Linked DNA regions of Sus scrofa: region 2 is linked to region 1. The links are chromatin contacts, called in public HiChIP or PLAC-seq maps. All regions are on one chromosome and are shown on one strand. Each heading gives the region's core, a stretch centred on a gene start, on an enhancer-like site or on the middle of the called end of the contact. The rest is flanking DNA. Distances are from core to core; before and after follow the strand shown.

Region 1 (4,500 bases), core at 533-3,032:
CTCATCTATACTTTAAGTCCCCCACTGTGAAACAGGAAGAACATGGATGATTGACGGCATCACTGAAGAAAACTGGTGAAATGCACGAACTGGCATTTGCAGCTCCCTCAGCTCAGTGGCCAGAAGTTCGGAAGCTCCAGGGTGCTCGACGGGAGCAAGCATGAGTCCCACAGTTTGACAACTCCAGAGTCACCACAGCTTGTAGCCATGAGGGGCCGTGGCACATTCCCAGGCCTGTCTTCTAACTGCCCCACTCTGGTGCCCACTCAGCACAGAATCCAGGATCCAAGCAGCATCCCCCAGGCCTTTGCCTCAGCACCTCCCTGTCAGCTGACTTCCAGGAGGAGCGTCGGTCAAGTTCCCAGGAGAGAGGCGGAGACCCGGGTCTCGCCCTGACTCTCCCTGTAACTCCTCGGGTGACCTTGATGAGGTCACTGCCCTCAGCAGGCCAGTTTCCTATTGTGCCAGAGGAAGGGGTTGTCTAGGTTGGTAAGGAAGAGCCTTGAACATCCTGTGGCTGGGGGCCTGAGGCTCCTGCCTCTCACCTGTAGATAGCACTCCCTTGTTTGAACTCCCAGGTCAAGTTGGCTTTGCTGTCTACCCTAGCTTATCCCAGCACTAATGTCACCATGCAGGCTGTGAGGTGGTCAGGAGCCTGTGCCAGGCTTGGAACTGATAAAATGGGCATCTTTCCCTATACAGCCTAGGCTGTTTCTTAAAAATGTAGTGCAAACGCTGGTATAAGAGAGAGGTACACCTTTAACACCTGCCAGCAGATGGTATTTTACATTAAAAGTCAAAGGCAGCAACACCTCAGGGTAGGGAGAAACATCCTTGTGCAAGTACACACATGCCACAAGCATACATGTCGAGGCCTCCATCCGACTCAAAAGACCAGTCTCTTATTTGAGCTCCCTGGACTGGCTGGAAATAACAGCTTAAGAGAGCGGTCGCGGAGAGGGAAAAAGAAATTCCATTCAGACAAACCGCTCCAGACCTGAGGCCTGTGAGCAAAGTTTCCGGTGGCCTCTGCGCCCCTCCCTGTTCCAGGAAGCAGAGCGCTGGTCGCCCAGTCCTCAGATTAAGGAGAAGCCGCAGCAGCTGGAGAGCCCGGGTAACAGCCTTCCCGGGCATCTGACGCCCTCCGCCGGGAACCCCAAATATGGGATGCCTGGCCTTCAGCCAGCACCCCCGCCTGCTTCGCGCTCACCTCCCCAGCATCTCCATGATCACTCCTCCGCCCACGGCGCTCGGACGGTACCAAACAGGCCCTGGGGACCAGCCCACCAGTCCCCACACAACCACCACCCCACATGGCCTGGGGGCCCATGTGACATCCACAGCCTGTTTCAAGGACACTGCAGCAAGCACTCCAGTCTCGGGGTCTTCCTACTCGTCCCCCACGAACACACACACACGCACGCACGCACGCACGATTCCCAGGGAGACTCAAAGGGCAAAGCCTTCCCTCTGCAGTCCAACCAGTGCTGGCCTGGGGAAGGCTGGGCGCGAGAGGATGGAGGCGGCTGCGGCGGATACCGGAATGCAACGCTGCTGGCAGAGCGCAGGGCGGCGGCGCCAGTGGGGGCTCACCTTTTTGATTTGGTCATCCTTCAGTTCGGTGAAGTAATAGGCCAGGAGCTGCGCGGCGATCATGCTGGCAGTCGGAGGAGCCGGGCGGCAGGAGTGGGGCGGGCGTCTGTCCTCCTCAGCCTGGGCGAGCAGTGGTCCTCCCGCGGCTGCTCCGCAGCTCCTCCTCCTTCGGCGGCTCCTCCCCCACGAGCCGGGCGCGGCGGCAGCTCGCGCGTTCCCTGTCTCCGCGCTCCCGTCGCCGTCCCCGGGAGGGTGACAGCCGCCAGCCGGCCCACCTCCTCGGCGCCCATTGGCTGCCGCGCGCCTCGGCAGAGCCAGGCGGTGGAGGCCGGGCTGGGGCCGGGGGGGCGCGGCGGCCGCCCCTCCCCGCGCCGGAAAGGGGGCGGGCAATGCCGCGAAATCCCCCAAGGCCAAGCATCTCCCTGCACGTCCCCCACGTAGAGAGCCGGCGCAGGGGCGGGAGGTGCTGTTGTGCGCGCACCGTCACGCGTGGCGGCGTCCTGCTTGGGCGGGGCGCAGGCGGCGGGGTAGGGGGACGCGGGAGGAGGCACCGCCTGTCTAGGCTTGCTGTCGAACTGGGCAGCCTAGAGGGGGCGGTCCCCTTCCTCGGAAATTAGGGCTCGCTCCCGCGAGTTCCGTGGAAGGGGAAACGTCCGGGGGAGGCGGGGGGGCCCTCGAAGAAGGGGGCGTGGAAAGCGCACGGGGCCTCTGCTGGCGGAAGCGAGATCCGGAGGCTTCTCGGTCCTCGCACCCGGTCGCCACGCCACACCTCTCTGGCGGGCCCAAGGGGCCGAGCGCGGAGCCCCACCTGGGTCCTCACTGACGGGGCGTCACCTCACACCACCCCACCCTGCCCGTGCAGTGGCCGCTCCTGGCCTAATCTCCGGCTGGTGGATTTGTATTGTTAGACTAAGAACGACGCCCCACAGCACCCGCCCCTGAGTCACTGGTCCTTGAGGCCCTCCTGAAGGGCGCATGCCGGCTGGGCGGGACTTGAGGCCCCATCCCCCAGGCCTTCTCTTCCTCTTGGACATCCAGGCTTGCTGGAGACTGAGGGACAGTTTAGGCGCCCCTCTTAGGTGCCGCCGTTTTTACTTCCAGGGAGGAAGTTAGTTGGGATAGGAGGAATCCTTGGAAAATCATTCAGCTTTAAAGGGGGTAAGGAAGGTGTGGAATCAGGTGTTTTTGCTGCTACTAGGGCTAATGGCAACCATACCATTCTTAAATGTATTGCTTTTCTGTGCCAGACACCACCGGGAGCTTTTCCGCCCTGCAAGAGGACACGTAATGAGCTCAAAATACAAGGAAATGGTTACTATTCTGATTCAACCCGCAAGCAGGTGGAGGCTCACTGAGGCCATGTGTTTTGCTATACAACCAGAAAGCTGTAGGTCCACGATTAGACGTTGGCTCTTTGTGTTTCCAAAGCCAGTGCTCACCCCTGGGGTTTGCTGTCCTACCAATCGTTTGCACCCTCTCTGCCTAAATGGTTCCTTACAGGAACCAAGGCTCACCATTCGGTGCCCTGACATGGCCAGAATCCAACCAGGAATCTACCCTAGCCCTGGATCCTGGGGCCCTAGTCAGGCCTAAGAAAGATACAGAAGAGTCGGGAGGGGATGATTTAGGTCCAGAACAGCCCTCAGGAACCTCAAGAGCATGGTTTTTGCCACCACCAATTGAAAAAGAACTCAGCTGTGGCCCATGGGGCCAGAGCCCTCAGTCCAGAGCATAGCCCCTGCCCCCTGGCTTTATGGAGGTGGCATCCTGAGTCACTCTCTGAGCCTGCTTCCTCACCTATACCATGGAGATACTAATGCCCACCTTGGTTGCTGTGAAATAGTACAAATAAAATACCTTCTTATAATACATGCTTAATAAACAGTAGGTATTATTATTATTATTTTGCCTTTTTTGTCTTTTTAGGGCTGCACCTGCAGCATATGGAGATTCCATAGGCTAGGGGTCTAATTGGAGCTGTAGCCGCTGGCCTATGCCAGAGCCACAGCCACGCCAGATCCGAGCTGCATCTGCAACCTACACTACAGCTCACTGCAACGCTGGATCCTTAACCCACTGAGCAAGGTTAGGGATCGGACCCGCAACCTCATGGTTCCTAGTTGGATTCACTTCCGCTGCACCACAACGGGAACGGTATTATTATAAGGTTGATTGGGAAGCTGATGAGTTTTACGTTTCAGGGCTTCTCACTTGCATTCCCCCAATTCTAGGCACTGAGAAGGCCTAGCAACTTTATAATTTTGGATTGTTTGCCAAAGTGGCTCCCCCAAATTATTTAAGCTTCAAGCCTCACAAAACCTAGATCTGTTCACCACCACCACCACCCCCCACCCCCGCCAATAGTATTATAAACCAGGAACAGAGATGTGTTCTGGCATCCATCAAACACTTAGACCACCTCTGTGGCCATAAAGCAAAACTGGGTGAATGGGTACAATTTGCCATTTGACTCTTGCAAACGTGATTCTGCCAGACTCATGAGGATCAAGAACTGTGCTTTGGAGTTCCTGTCGTGGCTCAGTGGTTAATGAACCAGACTAGGAACCCTGAGGTTGTGGGTTCGATCCCTGGCCTCACTCAGTGGGTTAAGGATCCGGTGTTGCCGTGAGCTGTCGTGTGGGTTACAGACACAGCTCAGATCTGGTGTTGCTGTGGCTGTGGCATAGGCCGGCAGCTGCAGTCGGATTGGACCCTAGCCTGGGAACCTCCATATGCCACGGATATGGCCCTAAAAAGACAAAAACAAAAAACAAACAACAAAAAAAAACCTGTGCTTTGTTCATCACTCTGTCTCACACTAGAAAGAAGGTGGCATGAACCCTGTGTAGTGATCAGGAGTACACATCCCCCTTAAACCAGGCCCAGCCTGCATGGTCACCAAGCCCT
Region 2 (4,428 bases), core at 1,168-3,667, 38 kb before region 1:
GTGGTCACTAAGATGAGTATCTGGGTGCTGAGGAAATGTTAAGAATCAGAGAAAATGAGCTCATCCCCCAGAGCACACAGACCATGAAGCAGCAGCAGCCACCCAGGTGGAGTGGTCATCTGGCCTCGTCTGTGTATCTCATCGCCATCTCCCTCACTCTGTCAATTCCAGAAGCTCCAAGGGCAATTCCACAGGCTCTAGCCACTGGAGTGATGTCATCATCTTCAGGCTATTGACGTCTTATTTTTCACTCAAGCATAACATGCATACCAAAAAAGTGCACCCATCCTAAGTGTAGGGTTCACTGGATTCTCACAGGCTGCGCCCACCTGTGTCACCAGCTCCCAGACCAAGAAACACAAGGTCATCAGTACCCAAACACCCTCCTCGTGCAGTCACTGCTGCTGCCACCCAATCCCCCAACGGCAGTCGCCAGCCACTCTGACTTCCAGCGTTCTCACTAGTTTTTCCCAACTGTCTATGTATAAACAGAGCCAAGAGTGTGCAGTCCTTGGTATCTGCCTTCCCTTCCTCTGCATCACGGGTGTGTCATCCACGTTGCCACCTGTCTTTGTAGGCTACTCGTTCTCACTGCTGCACAGTATTCTACAGTGTGACTACACCACAATTTATTTAGAGGATTGCAAGTTAAGCTTGTCTGCTCTACAACATGTTGCTGGGATCTGCACACACATCTTAGAATCTACTAGAAAGAATCCAGAACACTGTTTCCCTAGCCTCTGCGTGAATACTGTCAGTGATGGGAGGCTCACCACCTCTAAAGCAACCTTTTTTGACCTCGCTAGTATCTCTCCTCTTCTCTAAAATGCATCCGGAACCCAAACATAGTATTTTACATGTGTCCTGAACAAGAAAGAAGCTTAGTTAAACGAAGAACCTCCCGTTCCCCTAGCTCTATACCTCTATTAATGTAACCAAAGCATATGTATGTGCTCTTTTAGCAACCATGCCACAATCCAGGTAACCTCCGTTTTTTTTTTCACATGGTTGTCCTAACACTAGACCTTCCTTCTACGTGAGATTGACACAGCTATTGGAGCTTCTTGAATCCCAGAAGGCAGTATTGAGAGGGTCAAACCACACTGTCACAGGCAGCAACCCCAGCCCACGTTCCCAGACAAGGTCAACTGCCCAAAGGCTTTCTGTGTAGGGTATCTTTTTTTTTTTTTTAATCTTAAACTGAAAGTTTTATTTTATTCAGGTCTGATTTTAACAAATGTGCCAGGGAGAGAGCTCACATGAAAAGGTGACCTATGGGGGCAGGGCACCTCTTCCCAGATGTCCCCTCTGCTCTCCTCTTCTTCTCTCCTCATCTAAAAGGATTCGGGGGGAGGCAAAGCGGTGCTTGGGATAAAGAGCTATGGAAGAATAAGGACCAGACAAGGGACGCGTGAGGAAGGACACGAGGACCATGTGGCAGAATCCACAGCTTTCTGATTCCAGATTGAATTTAAAAACAAAACAAAATAGGAGTTTCTGCTGTGGGGTTGCAGGTTAAGGATCTCACATTATCTCTGCAGCGGCTCAGTCTCTGTGGACGTGCAGGTTGGATTCCCGGCCTGGTGCAGGGGGTTAAGGATATGGAATGGCCGCACCTGCAGCTGTAGCTCACATTTGATCCCTGGCCCAGGAACTTCCATATGCCATGGGTGTGGCCCCCCCCCAAAAAAAAACACCAAAAAACCCCCCAAAACAATACTAAGCTAAACAAAACTAGACCATTAGCATCACGGGGCTATGGTTCGAGGAGAAAAAGAGGCAGCTTCACCAAGGCCACAGCTCACTCATTCCTAGCTGATCTGTCCAGACTCCCTGACAGACTGAGGGAGTAAAGGAAACCGAAACAAAATGTCAAATAAATGGTGGAGGAGAGTCCAGCCAGGGGCCCACCCCCCAGCCCCCAGCCCCCCAGCCCAGGCAGCTGGGCCAGGCTGGGGGAGGGGCTTCTGCAGGCTGGAGGGTCACTGTTGCCATCACAGCCGTGTCTCCTGAGAGGAGGCCGGAAGTGATCCTTCCTGTGCCCATCCTTCCCCAGAAGTCCCTGCCCCAGCTCTAGAGTCTGACTTTGCTTGATTTGGGAGCCTAAGCCCCTATTACTCAGACTATAGCTGAAGTGGCAACTCCGACTAGGAAGACACATGACCACCTTCCCTGGGGAAGCCCAGCTAAGCTTCCTGCGACCTACATTTCTGAGTGACATAAACCCATTACTAAGCCCATCCGCTGGCCCCACGTCATTTGCATGCAGAGGCTCCAGGCCCTCAGGAGAGAGGGCTGGGCGGAAGGAAGAGGCAGGGAGAACTCGGCCACAGAAATGCAGTCGCAGTGACGGGTGCTGTGACCAGCCCCCTGATTCAGGCCAAACACACCAACCCAAAAGGGCTAAGAAGGAAATGCTCACAACCCAAGGGTGACAAGCCTGCCCGAGAAGACAGGAAGTGACTGCCGGGCTAAGCCATGTCTGTGACCAACCAGGAAGGGAAGTTTCCTATCCAGCCTCAAAAAACGTTAGTGTCGAAACTTGTTTTTCTTTTCCTGACAACATGCTCATATGTTTTAACCCGCCCCCCACAGGCAGTCTTTCCAATTGAAAAAGGCAAACCATGATGAAAATTAAAAACCTACACATTTATTATTCAAAATTTCCAAAAGTAAATAAGTGATGTTTTTAGAGGGTTGCATTTACGCTTCTGAAATGAGTAAGCTTAAAACTGCACTGAACAAATCATAATTCTACAAAAGCATATTTTCCTGTGTATTTTGCTTTTTGTTTTGTCATTTTTACTATTATTAAAGTACAGTTGATTTACAATGTTTCTGTTGTATGTATACTTTGTTTTAAATTGGGTGTCCTACCTAAATATAATGTTCGCAAGTTCCTTTAAAACAAAATAAAAAAATAAAATTGCACTGAAACTTTCAAGATACTGTGTGTGTGTGTGTGTGTGTGTGTGGTGTGTGTGTGTAGAGCAAAAGACGGGTAAAGCTAAAAGTTAACAATCGGGAAAATTGGATAAAGGGCATAAAAAGCTCTTTGTGCTTATCTTAAAACATTTCTGTAAGTTTAAACACTATTTCAAATAAAAGGTTTAAAACCAATAAAAAATTCTTGCACATTACAGAAGATGAGATCACAACCAAGAATTCAGTACTGCTCATAGTCTGTGAGTCTGAGTTGCATCGTGGGCAAAATGAGGCCCTTGGTTTACTAGAATACTCTACAGGTTGATAAAAGATCTCAGAAAAATGGTCTGCCAATACTTATTGCTAACCTCACACCAAACTTCTGGATAAGAGGTTCCTGTTTCATTCATCTCTATTTTAAAACTGCCAACCCTTTTCTTCCTCAGTCCCTTGGAACTTCCTCCTTGCCCACAATCTTTTATATTACCACACCCTCAAACATTTTAAATAAAAATATAAATTAATTGAAAACAAAGATAAAACCCAGCCCAAAAGCAATCCACGTTGCTAAAACTGCAACATCTAGAGCCAGATTGCCTGGGTTCAAATTCTAGCTCCATCACTTAAGAGCTGTAGGACCTGAGGGGCTGGTTACTTAACATCTGAGCCTCAATGTTCTCATCTATGAAATGAGAAGAAGAATACCTACTCCAGGAGTTCCCATCGTGGCACAGTGGTTAACAAATCCAACTAGGAACCATGAGGTTGTGGGTTCGATCCCTGGCCTTGCTCAGCGGGTTAAGGATCCGGTGTTGCCGTGAGCTGTGGTGTAGGTCACAGACGTGGCTTGGATCTGGCATTGCTGTGGCTCTGGCACAGGCCGGCAGCTACAGCTCCGATTAGACCCCTAGCCTGGGAACCTCCACATGCTGCAGGTGCGGCCCTAGAAAAGGCAAAAAAAGAAAAAAAAAAAAAAAGAATACCTACTCTATAGGGTTGTTGTGATGATTAAATGAGTGAAGCCATATAAAGTGCTCAGGTCAGTGACATAACTACAATAATACACTTGCTATAATACATTATCATTATCATCATCACCATCTTTTCTCTGCTTCAAAAGCACAGAGGAAGAGAGGAAGAAACAGCAGGAAGCAAAATAATCCTGGGGCTGGGAAGGATGGGGACAGAGGCTGGGAGAAAAGTCTCAAGGCAGCAGTAAGAAGGCAGGTGCTATTGAAGTGATTCAGCAACTGTGCACCTGGAGGGGAGACCCCTCAAATTACAAACCCTGCTGCTAAAAGGTCAGGTCAGGCCAAAGCACACAGGAATGTCTGCAGCACAGGGAGAGAGTCCTGATTGGGAAGGCAGCAGGCAAGGAGGCTCAACCTGAGGACCACGGGGAACAGAGTGACAGGTCAGTACTTGTTGCCAAAAGGAAAGAGCAGGATGCCAACTCGAGGCTGCTGGTCACCTGCAAACAGGAGCAACACAGTAACCACAGGG

The links. HiChIP or PLAC-seq counts read pairs in DNA pulled down with a chosen protein or histone mark.
Region 2: a contact with region 1 is called in an H3K27ac HiChIP or PLAC-seq map of alveolar macrophages. The contact joins the enhancer-like site here to the promoter of HK1 in region 1. A contact is called at or near these places in 1 of 5 promoter capture datasets (liver), 17 of 47 Hi-C or Micro-C datasets (alveolar macrophages, blood, brain and 10 more) and 2 of 2 datasets of contacts at active chromatin or transcription factors (alveolar macrophages and skeletal muscle).

The regions. Positions count from the first base shown.
Region 1 is chr14:72,380,610-72,385,109 of Sscrofa11.1, reverse strand. It overlaps HK1 (hexokinase 1), which reads right to left and starts at 1,782. Exons shown (of 19, transcript NM_001243184.1): 1 at 1,594-1,782. The coding sequence starts at 1,656.
Region 2 is chr14:72,419,485-72,423,912 of Sscrofa11.1, reverse strand. The region is part of intron 3 of HK1 (hexokinase 1); the gene reads right to left. Among named protein-coding and RNA genes, the nearest start is that of HK1, 38 kb to the right of the region's middle. Within about 2 kb of position 2,417, at least 42 of the 83 cell types and tissues checked have an H3K27ac peak or open chromatin away from gene starts, as enhancers often do. A contact at or near this core is called in alveolar macrophages, brain, liver and 4 more, where this site is marked.